Linked DNA regions of Oncorhynchus mykiss: region 2 is linked to region 1. The links are chromatin contacts, called in public Hi-C maps. All regions are on one chromosome and are shown on one strand. Each heading gives the region's core, a stretch centred on a gene start, on an enhancer-like site or on the middle of the called end of the contact. The rest is flanking DNA. Distances are from core to core; before and after follow the strand shown.

Region 1 (6,914 bases), core at 2,108-4,607:
TTTAGTTCCAAACAGATACTATTCAGATGTGAATAAGTAAAAAAAATAAAATAAATAGGGCTTGGAATATTCACAGACCCGACCAGGAAAAGTTCCAGACACTAGTAGGCTACCAACCAAGTATAAATGGACGAGCAATTATGTAAATGTTGTTTGTACCTGGACTTGATGAACCTGCGGCAGGTGTCCACCACATGTTCCATCTGGAGGTATGACGCTGTGTTCATGGTAACCAAAACCAGGCTGTCCTTCAGGGTCAGGGTGGAGGTGTACATGAAGTCCAGCAGGATGGCAAAACCATCAGGGTCCACCGTGGGGTCCAGGCTGATGGCACTCAGGTTACTCTTCAGGGGGTCGGTGAATATGGAGTAAAAGAGCCCACTATAAAACGGGAAAGAAATGTGAAAATCGCATGTTAGGATTGTGCCCTTTTCTCTCACAATGGCAGTCGCACAGCACAAGAAGGACGTTTGGCCGAAAAACACGTAGCTGGGTCTTGAACGTACCTGCAGGCCACGAGGACTGCCCTGTGAGCGCAGAAGCGCTGACCGTCAATCTGGATTGAGACATCCGTCAGGATATTTCTACTGCGGAGGCGGTTGAAGTTGAGCAGAACATCACCGGCATGGCGGGTGAATTGAATGCAGCCATCTGCCAATGAGGCCATGATGTTAGAATCTGGAGAAACATGGAAAAATACAGTATTGATAAAGGACCATCCGCCAAGCTCAGACTGGGAGAGTTGCTGATTAACATAAACATAAAGTATGCAAAGCTGCTCTAGTCATATATTTGTCATATGTTATACGCTACATGACCAAAAGTATTTGGACAGCTGCTCGTAGAACATCTCTTTCCAAAATCATGGGCATTAATATGAAGTTTGTCCCCCCTTTCATCTAGATGTTGCAACATTGCTGCGGGGACTTGCTTCCGCAGCCACAAGAGCATTAGTGAGGTCGGGCGATTAGGCCTGGCTTGCACAGGGGCATTGTCATTCTTAAACAGGAAAGGGCCTTCCCCAAACTGTTGCCACAAAGTTGGAAGCAGAGAATCGTCTAGAATGTAATTGTGTGCTGTAGCATTAATATTTCCCTTCACTGGAACTAAGGGGCCTAGCCCGAACCATGAAAAACATCCCCAGACCATTATTCCTCCTCCACCACCACACTTTGCAGTTGGCACTATGAATTGGGGCAGGTAGCATTCTCCTGGCATCCGCCAAACCCAGCCTGATGGACTGCCAAGTGGTGAAGCGTGATTCATCACTCCCGAGAATGCGTTTCCACTGCTCCAGAGTCCACCACTCCAGCTGACACTTGGCATTGCACATGGTGATCTTAAGTTTGTGTGCGACTGCTCGGCCATGGAAGCCCATTTCATGAAGCTTCAGAGTGCTACGCTTCCTTTCTGTGAGCTTGTATGGCCTACGACTTCACGGCTGAGCCGTTGTTGCTCCTAGAAGTTTCCACTTCACAATAACAGCTCTTACAGTTGACCGGGGCAGCTCTAGCAGGGCAGACATTTGACAAACTGACTTGTTTTTAAGGTGGCATCCAATGATGGTGCCACGTTGAAAGTCACTGAGCTCTTCAGTAAGGCCAATCTACTAGCAATGATTTTATACATCTGTCAGCAACTGGAGTGGCTGAAATAGCAGAATTGACTAATTGGAAGGGGTGTCCACATACTTCTGTGTATGAGGACATCATAGCATCATAATCCTATTACCATTGTAATCCTATTACCATTGAACTTGGTGTAGGTGGCACCATTTCAATGTCCAACGAAGTAAAAAGCATTGCTGGAAATGGGACCACGTCTGAGGGAGGCTACAGATCTAAAATACCATGTCAACTATTGCTAACTCCGAGGCATTGAACTCATGTTCATGACATAAAAATAGTGACAAGCCATGATTGTTGTGGAAAAGTAGACTTTATACAGGCTACAGTAAACAAGTTAGGCCATTTGCTGTTACCCAAATATTGGATTACATATTGCTATTAGACTTACCATAGATATGATTTAACCCTTACAATAAACGTACAAATAAAATATTTGTACATTTAGGAATTATGACCTTTATTTCACTGCAAATATTTTACTATGCATTACTTAAGAAACACTTTAATAAAATACACATTTAAACCCCGTTTCCTATTTGCTTTTGACCTATAGCCAAGCCCATAAATGCTGACGGCTCACGCTTGGAACATGTTTCGCATTTAGTACATTCCGTTTTGGGGTGCGCACAGATTAGGTTGCTTCTAAATACGCTTCCTGTTCTTCGATAGGCCTATACGTGGAAAGCCAGCTTGTTTAACAGATGACATTTAACACTGGTTATACCCAATTTATTTTAACTATAAAAATAAACTAGAAAAATTGGAGTACGGCAATGCGAATAATAGGTTGTGGGATTTTTAGGAGTTTCAAATGCATGTACCCACAGGACTACACATTGCACAGAGGCTCCCCACTGTAAATGTAGTACACAACGAGTAGGCAGTTATTGATAATAACGGTCCATTAAAACAAATCAAGAATGTAGGCCTACATCAAAATATTGTTTGTTTTGTCTCAGCATTGAACGAAAAAGTATTCGACAGATCCTTAGTGGATATCTACCAGCGAAGTTAAATCAACATCAAGAGAGAGAAAAGTACAGTGCTCAAAGCTCAAATGTAGTACGCAGTGATCTAACAAGACAGACTCGCCCTGTTGCGCGAATTTTCTTGCTCTTAAGTTTACTGATATTTAACGACTATTAAAGATGCATACTTTTTGATAATATCAAATTCATTTTATCCGTTTTTTTTTTTGATAAATCAAAAACATTCTGACTATATAAACCCAAAAGTAATCTTTATGTACAGTAGGATAGGCTATAAAGGAACTGCACATTCGGCCTAATATATTATCTCTCGATAATATCTAGATATTCGATTAACCAACATGATTAAAAAAAAAGTGAGCATAATGTGGCAATACAGTTTCCCAATGACAGAATGGACCACGAACTTCCGACTGAATATCTGGCAAGCATGCTGCTTGAGCAGAGGAGATCCTAGACGACTTGACCATTAATCAAGTAATAAACATCAGCAAGAAGTCTAGCAACTGCAGCCTAAGAGACCCTACTGTTCCCAAAACGAAAGAAAACATAAAACCATCTAAAGAATTTAAGTATTTCAAGTGTATCAATAGAGGTCAATGAGCCACAACGAATGTCTACCACTACAAGCAACTTCTACCGTTATACTGTAAAATAATGAGGGGAAAAAATTCACCTTATAAAACTTTCCTGGAAACTTCGTGCATCACCAGTTCTGAGAATCAAGTTCTAAGAAACTCAAGGGTTTAATTCTCGGAATTCTACCAGTGGGCCATACCATTTCCAAATCAGTGGGGAGGGTACATGGTGTTGTGTGTGCCTTTTTTTATCGTCATTACACGACATATATTTGGATATTCTATTTAGGCCGTAAATTAGAGACGATATACTATTGATTAAGTTTCAAAAATAAACGGTGACATGGATTTTTAACTATGACAACTATTTCATTTTTACTCTATTATACCTCTTTAGTGTAACTGTCCACATACAAGGTCACCTGACCATTCTATATAGACCTCGAAGAAAACGAGCTCGTTCACGAGGATGGACACGAGCAAGGTTTTGCGTAAAGAGATTTGATGTATAAATCAGGCGATAGGTAGGTGGGTTGCCTGTCATTAGATGCTTTGTTTTATTTTATTTTATGCGCAACCCTACCTTCACTACTATTTGTTGCCGAACATGTTCAGACTACTTTTTGGAGACGTCTTCAGTTTCAGCTATCCACTTTGGATTGTAAAACCTTTTTCCGTTCACTGTTGTGTGGAAGTAGGAGCAATTACATTAATTTTTGTATTGTGGGGGACATAACAGTTATAATATTTTTGACGGAAACGCACGCTAGTTTCAGGAAATGGTAGCCTATAGCACCACAATGCCCAACGTTGTAGTCTAAGGTGGTTGGACTCTGTATTAGTAGTAATTTAATAGTAAGTATAGGCAAAAACATGTACAGAAATCTCCACCTACATAGGCGTGAATAAAACTTTTGCACAAGTGCTACAAAGGCAGCAATGGTTATGCGCTAACGTTATATGGCTATAGGCTAGGCGTCATGCGGAACCGCTCTGTATTGTTTATCTTTTTATTACATTGTAATAAATTGTAATACACATGTTGGAATGGATTTACACTTGAACCCTATTTTATTTAACCTACTGTTACATGACTCGTTTACAATGTTCCCTAGCACGCCCAGTCAATAAAGAGATTGGACACGAAGATGAGATCATTCCTTTAGGGATAGCATACTGCCCGACGAGTAGGCTGCTTGAGACACAAAATTAGGTGTGAACTTTTGCCTGTGTTTAGGCTATTCCATCTATGTAATTTAAAGGGGCAATCTGAAGTTGATACATCCATTTTTGGACTTGAAATTGATGATATGAACCCATTGATTCTTGAAGAATATAACTTATAAATGCCTAATGGGGTTAGTTCAACTGTCATACCCCATCAGGACCCCAAAATGTTTCACTCCAATGCGTGTAAAGTAAGTAAATGTAAAAAATGTACGGTCAGTCCTTGCATACATTGCTCTGTCTATGAATGTTAGAGTGGTTACATTTCTCCAGCCCCATCCCCCAGCTTGTTACAAAAACGGGTGGGGAATTCACTTTGTTATTGTTTCATCTGCTAATAGCTGCTTTATGTAGCCTAACCTATGAAGTGCAGGTGCCAGGCAAAATGTAAGCTAAACAAAACCCTAGGCCTACTTACACTACATGACCAAATGTATGTGGACACCTGCTCGCCGAACATGTCATTCCAAAATCATGGGCATTAATATGGAGTTGGTCCCCCTTTTGCCGCTATAACAGCCTCCACTCTTCTGGGAAGGCTTTCCCCTAGATGTTGGAACATTGCTGCGGGGACTTGCTTCCATTCAGCTACAAGAGCATTAGTGAGGTCGGACACTGATGTTGGGCGATTAGGCCTGGTTCGCAGTCAGTGTTCCAATTCATCCCAAATGTGTTCGATGGGGTTGAGGTCAGAGCTCTGTGCAGGCCAGTCAAGTTCTTCCACACCGATCTCGACAGACCATTTCTGTATGGACCTCACTTTGTGCACAGGGGCACAAAATGTCCTTCTGAAACAGGAAAGGGCCTTCCCCAAAATGTTGCCGCAAAGTTTGAAGCAGAGAATCGTCTAGAGTGTCATTGTATGCTGTAGCATTAAGATTTCCTTTCACTGGAACTAAGGGGCCTAACCCATACTATGACAAACAGCCCCAGACAATTCGGCCATGGAATCCCATTTCATGAAGCTCCCGATGAACAGTTATTGTGCTGAAGTTACTTCCAGTTTGGAACTCGGTAGTGAGTGTTGCAAACGAAGACAGACGATTTTTACGCACTACGCGCTTCAGCACTCGTCGGTCCCTTTCTGTGAGCTTGTGTGGCCTACCACTTTGCAGCTGAGCCATTGTTGCTCCTAGACGTTTCTACTTCACAATACCAGCACACAGTTGACCGGGGCAGCTCTAGCAGGGCAGACATTTTATGAATTGACTTGTTTGAAAGGTGGCAAGCTATGACGGTGCTACATTGAAAGTCACTGTGCTGGGTCGGCAGGGTAGCCTAGTGGTTAGAGCGTTGGACTAGTAACCGGAAGGTTGCAACCCCTGAGCTGACAAGGTACAAATCTGTCGTTCTGCCCCTGAACAGGCAGTTAACCCACTGTTCAAGGCCGTCATTGTAAATAAGAATTTGTTCTTAACTGACTTGCCTAGTTAAATAAAGGTAAAAAATCAGAAATCATGGCTGTGTGCTAAATTTTATACACCTGTCAGCAACGGTGTGGCTGAAATAGCTGAATCCACATATTTGAAGGGGTTTTCACATACACTATATATACAAAATGTATCTAAAATAGGACAGCACTCCGGTGAATAAACTTAAATTAACAGTTATATTTCTGCACTAATGTTTGGGGTATGAGCTCTTCTTAAGACGTAATGGCAATCAATGTTACAACAATAATACAGGCCACACACAGGTGGGCATACTTACAGATTCACAAAGTCAGTAATGGTCCAATCAAAAGATCCCAGCAGAGGGAGCTGGGGGGGGGGGGGGAGGGGGCAAGAAAATCAAATAAATACAAAATCTATTCGCAAACACACAATAAAGCCTAAATGTCAGCAGGGTATTTATAGCCTACAAAAAAATGAGGACAGAAACATTCCTCACTGAGCAGCCTATCCAATACATCTCTCTTTTGGAGAAGTCATTTATCCCCATCTCCTCCCCTATGTCTCACCTTCACCATTCAATGACCATATAAGGCACTTAGTTCATAATTCTGGATTTTGAAATGCCTGGCAACAGGTGATTTTTCATTATGTTTGCGAATGGAGCTCTTATGTTCACAAATCCTTCTGAAGTTCACGTTTGGTCTTACCCAGATAATACAAGTTTCAGAGCACTTAAAGGAGATATACAACATTGGCCTATTTTGCCTAGTTAACTCTCCCATGGGGTTTTCCGGAATTCCCTGTTTAGTAGGCTACGATGTATACTTGAAATCAAGTAACATTGTGTGTGTGAGTGAGTGTGTGAGTGAGTGAGAGTTTCAGATAGGGTCCAAAACATTTGGCAACATCAACAAAAACAGTCTCATACTTGGCTAATTGCATTGGGTTCTGTTCTACAGCTCTCAATGATAGTCAATATAGGCCAACTGAATTTCTAACAGTATAACTTTAGACCGTCCCCTCGCCCATACCCGGGCGCAAACCAGGGACCCTCTGCACACATCAACAACAGTCACCCACGAAGCATCGTTACCCATC
Region 2 (6,914 bases), core at 2,274-4,773, 160 kb after region 1:
CGATTTGACACGAAAATAAAATGTAAGTCATTAATTAATTGAAAACATTTCATTCATATGTCACGAGTTCGACCGAGGGTGGCTCCCCTTCCCGGCCGGGTGGCGCTCGATGGTCGTCGTCGCCGGCCTATTAGCTGCCACTGATTGCCTTTCCTCCCCCTCCTTGTATGTTTATTGTTAGCACCTGTTAGTGAGTCATTAGTTGGGCTTTATTAGACCTGTTTCTTTGTGCGGGATTAATTATTGTGACCTTCGGTTGTGTAGTAGAGGAACGTGTTTGTTCCTGGTCGTGTATTCTACTGTACTGTTTTCGTCCCCCGTGTTTGGGGCATTTGGTTTTGAGCACCCAGTTTTGAGCACCCAGTGTTGCGTGAGTGCATTAAAGAGCACAGTATTGCACTCTCTGTTTCCTGCGTCTGACTCCACACCCACGACACCCGGAGCGTTACAATATAGGTGATAATTCAAGGAAAGTTGTGTTTGATTACTGCTCCAATTCGCACTTTCACCAAAGTTTAGAATGGTAAAGAATAGGGAATAAAACATTGTTCTTTTAAACTGCAAGCACTGCTTTGGGACTACTGGTTATACACCACATGACCGCACCATCAGACCAGACTACATTGATGTGTGATTTTGACTCCCTTTATCATTAATAGTCTACTAGGTATAGCTTTTATAACAATGTCATACTCCTTGCTTGAAACCTCAAAGTTGTATCTTTCCATAAATTATCTCCGCATAAATAGATTCCCACTAATGCTAAGTAATTGGCTGACAAGGATAATATTTTTCAAGAACCAATTACAGTAAAATAACATCTTGTTTCTATGTAATACTGACCCATCAGTCCATATAAAACATTCATGAGGTGAAAAGTTGTTTATACAGCAAAGCCCAGCACATTAAAGCCTGCTTGTGAAAAGCCACCAATTTCACAGAAAGTTTACTTACAATATAATGGACATTGTTGTAAAAATTAAGCCCTCCGAGCTTCAGAAAAACAAAATGAGGTTACAATATTCCAAAATGAAGTTGTTCAATAGCCTATCGAAGAAACAGCAAGTGGATTTGGAAATGTCAATAGATGAAAAAAGATAGGATGAACGAGAGTGTCCCTTAGCTTTGGATAAAAGAACCCTCCCTTGAAGACTTAAATCCCTCCCTAACCATGATTCAGTTACAGGATTCAAATTAAGATCATTCACAGCCTTAAGGTTTTTTGGTGGTATCTACATTGAGGTAAAGTGGCTTCAGAACGTATTCAGACACCTTGACTTTTTCCACATTTTATTATGTTACATAGAGTTCCTCTGTGGAGATGGGAGAACCTTCCAGAAGGACAACCATCTCTGCAGCACTCCACCAATCTGGCCTTTATGGAAGAGTGGCCAGACGGAAGCCACTCCTCAGTAAAACAACCCGCTTGCAGTTTGCCAAAAGGCACCTAAAAACTCTCAGACCATGAGAAACAAGATTCTCTGGTCTGATGAAACCAAGATTAAACTCTTTGGCCTGAATGCCAAGCATGACGTCGGGAGGAAACCTGTACCATCTCTATGGTGAAGCATGGCGGTGGCAGCATCATACTGTGGGGATGTTTTTCAGCTGCAGGGACTGTGGAGACTAGTCAGGATCGAGGCAAAGATGAACGGAGCAAAGTACAGAGAGATCTTTGATGAAAACTTGCTGCAGAGCGATCAGGACCTCAGACTGGGGAGAAGGTTCACCTTCCAACAGGACAACGACCCTAAGCACAGCCAAGACAATGCAGGAGTGGCTTCGGGACAAGTCTCTGAATGTCCTTGAGTGGCCCAGTCAGAGCACAGACTTGAACCCGATTGAACATCTCTGGAGAGATCTGAAAATAGCTGTGCAGCAACGCTCCCCATCCAACCTGACAGAGCTTGAGAAGATCTGCAGAGAAGAATGGGAGAAACTCCCCAAATACAGGTGTGCCACACTTGTAGTGTCACACCCAAGAAGGATCGAGGCTGTAATCGCTGCCAAAAGTGCTTCAACAAAGTATTGAGTAAAGGGTCTGAATACTTATGTAAATGGAATATTTCTGTTTTTATTATTTTTTATTATAAATTAGCAAACATTTCTAAAAACCTATTTTTGCTTTGTCATTATGGGGTATTGTGTGTAGATTGAGGGAAAAAAAACTATTTCATACATTTTATAATAAGGCTTGTAGTGGTTATTTCTGTATTACCAAATAAGGAGAGACAAACTTATCACTTAAGTCAGAGTTATACTTAAACTAAATCTTTATTCACGTATTAATAAGGGAGCAGGTCAATACAACACACACATACAAGGTGCCCTTGGAAGATAATAAAAGAACAGGATGGGCTGAAGAACTGTGGTCTCTTCTCAGAGGCTCTTTGTATTATGCCGTGTGACCAGGTTACTCATAAGCAAAGAGACATTGAAACAATATCAATTCCAAAACAATTCCTTGAGCTGATCTCTATCTCATGTCCTTGACTACATGCCCAGAACAGCTGTGGGGAGTGAACGTGGAAGAGAAGAACCATCCTTTCTCAGAAGCACAGCATTGACACTGAAGAAAGTTAAGTATTAATATTAAACACATCAGTTAAATAGTGATTATTCTCTCACAGACTGTAACCTAACAAAATGTGGGAAAAGTCAAGGGGTCTGAATACTTTCCGAAGGCACTGTAGGTTACAGTATCTAGCTCCCGAGTGGCACAGCGGTCTAAGGCACTGCATCTCAGTGTTTGAGGTGTCACTACAGACAGATGGTTCGAATCCAGGCTGTATCACAACCGGCTGTGATTGGGAGTCCCATAGGGCAGCACCCAGCGTCATCCAGGTTTGGCTGGTGTAGGCCTTCATTGTAAATAAGAATTTCTTCTTAACTGACTTGCCTAGTTAAATAAAGGTTACATTTTTTTTTTTTAATTCAGAGATGTTACAACCTGCTGGATTGACAGCTCCTTTAAGAACCAACATCTCACATTTGGAAAGATTTAATACCAAACCTGAGATTTTGGAGAACTCCTTAACAATATCCAATGCAAATCTAGCCACTGACACATTTTTCAAAAAAAGTGACGTGTCATCTGTCAATTGGAATATCTTGAGCGCTCTGGCCTGGAATGTAAATGCCTTCAGATTGACTGTGATAAACTAATGAGCATAAGGTTTGAGATACTAACAAAAATACAAATGAAAGGTGAGATTGGACAACTTTGTCGTATTCCTTGGTAAATGTTAAACCTTGAGGATGTTCCATGACAGTTTCATACAGCTATTGGCACCATTATGCAGCGTTCTAATAGCGTCACCAACAACAATTACCAAACTTCCAATGCATAAGACAATCAAAGATAAAACTGTGAGTTACGGTATCAAATGCTTTCTGAATATTCAAAAATAAGATAACATGGAAGTCATCCAATAGATCACAATACTCAACCACCTTAACCATTGTACATGTCAACTTCAATGCGGTAGGGTCGTCCCAAGGATCCCGAATAGCACGGAACATTTCGCGAACGGCGTCTTAAAGTTTCTTTCCCAGCATGCACTTCGACCCAACCCCCGGAAATAGTTTAATGTTTGCTAGTCATTTAACTAGCTAACAAAAGCTACCTAATCGATTTCACGAAGCGAACAACAGCAGGACAGCATTCAGGTAATGTCGTCTTGTTTATAGCAATCTGCTTTTCGTACAACCAACTGTCATTTACAGCTGACGTGTTATACAAAGTTCAAGTTTGGTTATATCGACTAACTTACTAGCTAACGTTACCGCTGAACGGAAGCAACATTGGCGAGTTATAATAGCTACTACAATTGCTAACTGGATATTTAGTTCAGCCTCAGGACATATTATGACTCAGGAAAATTGATAATCGACACCTATAATTGGTGAGTGACTAAAAACTGAGGTGTATGAGGTTGCTTGTGTTTCTAGTATAACTAACGTTAGGTAGCGAGTCTAGTTATTTAACTAGCTAAGTTACATTGTCTTAGTTAGCAAATAACTTGATGTCATGCATGGCTAAATCAAATTAGTGTTTGCAGCTGTGTCAACTTGGCCACAATCTCTGACCACACGTCAGTCAGTGCAGGGCTCTCAACCATGTTCCTGGAGAGTTAACGTTAACCTCCTGTAGATTTTCGATCCAACCCTCGTTTTAACTAACCTGATTCAGTTTATCAACCAGTTTATTATTAGAGTCGGGTGCGCTAGATTAGGATGGAAGCGAGAACATACGGTAGCTCTCCAGGAACAGGGTTGGAGAGCCTTGCATCAGTGTGGCTGGAGCAAAATAACCTTGGAGGTCACGTAAACTAGCTAGACAAAGCAGCCTTTCAGTTTAACAGATTGGTCAAAGTGGCAACTAACTAGTCAATCTACGTATCTGTATGTTTTTGCTGGTATAATTGTATACTTGAAGAGCTTATTTCTGGAAAAGCTCTTATATCCACCAATTTTCACATTGAAATGTTTGCTTATGGATACCTTCATGTCTAAAATATTAGTGTTTTCACATTTTTAATTCATAGATTTTTAGCTGTGTATTAATTTTTTATTTTTTTTGCAGAACGCTATCAATTGTTTAGGTGGGATGGAATGTTCGTATACTGTATTTGACAATGATATGTGGTTGTCTCCGCTAGCTATCTTAAGATCATAGTGGCTCTTGATAAGATCATCTACTAATTGACCACGTTTACATACAAATATCCAGTTTTTATTCGACATACTCAAACACAGAATACTTGAGTTGACGCATTTAATAAACATAATATCCGTTTACAATATCCCAAAAAAGCTTGCATCCCGGTTATGAGAAACTCGGATAAGATGCCTGGGATATGTTGCTCTTAGACGGGATACTATGGCATGTAAACGTCTTCTTTTTGGTGGTCTGCACAGGCTGTTTCGCCTATCATGTGATGTTTGTCAAAGGAGTCACTCTGAAAAGTAGGCTGGCTACCTGCTCAGTTCGATCCACCGTAAATATTTAGCTGATACTCCGTACTGGACCATTTGGTAGGCCATTTGTTTTACTATAGTTAGAAGAGAAGCTGCACCTAGGCCTGTCCTAACTTGTTGCCCTGGAAGACTAATAAAGCAGTGCTCACCAGAATAATGTATTACATTGATAGAATGAATGCATTATCAATCTAGTTAACACTGGTAACGTTGTCTGTTTTTACTTCTTCTAGGCAGTACTCTCACAGGACAAGGACATATCTTAGGCAAATGGATCCTCCTCATCAATCCAAGGGAGGCAACAGGCCTCGGGATGGCAAACGTGGACCGAGCCAGTCCACTGTCCCTCATCAGAAAGATGCCTATGCCAGACTCCTCAGCCAGCATCACAGCAGCAAGTTCAGATCCTACCTGGACCAGTATGTCCAACAACAGGGGGAAGAGAGAGGGCCGTGCGAACAGAGGCAGGGATTAGCATACAGCGAAAAACAAGACATACCGCAGAGAAAAAGGGACCAGGCGTTTATCGAGTGCTCTGACTCGAGTGACTTCTCGCCTTCGCCTATGAAAGGTAAAGGAGGTGAAGAGAGCTCTCTATCCTTGTACATGGACAAGCTGAATAGTCGAGGAGCCCTGCAGGAGCCAGAGAGGAGGCAGGGGGTTTCCGACAAGCAGCGACGCGGGGAGAGGAGGGACACCAACACCAGTCAGGATGGAGATGTGGAGTCCGGTGAGGAGTTTGCCTCCCTCAAACAGAGGGACTCCCAGCAGCAGCAACAACATATAAGAAACAAAGGCTACAAAGACCATGCTTACAAAGTGCCCACAAGTAACCAAGTGAACAAGGACATGAGTTATGGGGTATCCCCCCCGAAAGCCTTCTCATCTTTCCCAGCTCAGGCGCAAGAGAAGAAGAAGTCCAAGAAGAAGAATGTGCCAAAGACCAACGCAGATAACAAGAGAGGTGGGCCCATGTATCCTGACTTCGATGCAGACATGTCAACATCCCCCCTTAACAAATCCAAAAACATGCAACCACAAGGTAAAAAATGGTCTTGACTAAAGTGAATATACTTTTTGAAATACCCTGACTGCAAAGTTGTCATATGTGATCAAGCTTTTGCAAACAGCTGCATTTTCTGTTGAAGATGTATTGTAATGGATTGTAATCGGACTTCTATTGTCATCCTCAGGTGCCTCTACGCCTTCTGACAAGGGTAAGAAGACTAGAGGAAGCCAAGGAGGATCAAAGAAGCAAGTGTTTGAAGCGTACATGACCACAGAGGACGTTTCCCACGGCCTAAAGAGAGGAGAGCTCATTCAGGTGAAACCAGCGTTCTAAGACTAAACCTTCATAAATAACTAAAAATATATATGGTTATTGTATCAAACCAATTAACCTCACTAATGTAAACGGTTACTTGTTTACCGAAGGTCAGAAAATTCTGACCTAAGGCTTTATCGGTCAAAGATTATCTGACACGAGGGCGTGACAAGTTTAGCCTACTAATAGAAACATTTCCATATTCTTTTCAGGGATCCATAAGAATCAACCCCAAAAAGTACCACGAGGCTTTCATTGCAGCACCGGTGAGTGTGTCAATAGAAATATACAGTAGCTTATAGGTGTTGGCAGTAATATTTGTCTAATGGGACTGTGCATCTCTGCAGGATGGCAAGCGGGATATCTTCCTGGATGGAACCGCAGCCCGCAACAGGGCCCTGAACGGGGATGTGGTAGTGGTGCAAGTTCTCCCTCAGGAGCAGTGGAAGGTGAGCTCCATGGTGGAAGATTCCGCCTCAGCATAAATACACTGTGTACACAACTTTAAGAACACCTTCCTAATACTGAGTCGCATCCCCCCCCTCTTGCCCTCAGAACAGCCTCAATTTGTTGGGGCATGGACTCTACAAAGTGTCTAAAGCGTTCCACA

Evidence for each region. Hi-C and Micro-C count contacts between places; a contact is called where the count stands out from the background.
Region 2: a Hi-C map of liver shows a contact between it and region 1, with 2.3 times the contacts expected there. The contact joins the promoter of dis3l2 here to the promoter of LOC110530070 in region 1. A contact is called at or near these places in 2 of 3 Hi-C or Micro-C datasets (blood and liver).

What each region holds. Positions count from the first base shown.
Region 1 is chr8:52,065,441-52,072,354 of USDA_OmykA_1.1, forward strand. LOC110530070 (B-cell lymphoma 6 protein) reads right to left here and starts at 3,358. Exons shown (of 8, transcript XM_021612863.2): 1 at 3,294-3,358; 2 at 507-678; 3 at 160-381. The coding sequence starts at 667.
Region 2 is chr8:52,227,155-52,234,068 of USDA_OmykA_1.1, forward strand. dis3l2 (DIS3-like exonuclease 2) reads left to right here and starts at 3,524. Exons shown (of 21, transcript XM_021612868.2): 1 at 3,524-3,669; 2 at 5,214-6,022; 3 at 6,174-6,304; 4 at 6,517-6,570; 5 at 6,652-6,753. The coding sequence starts at 5,251.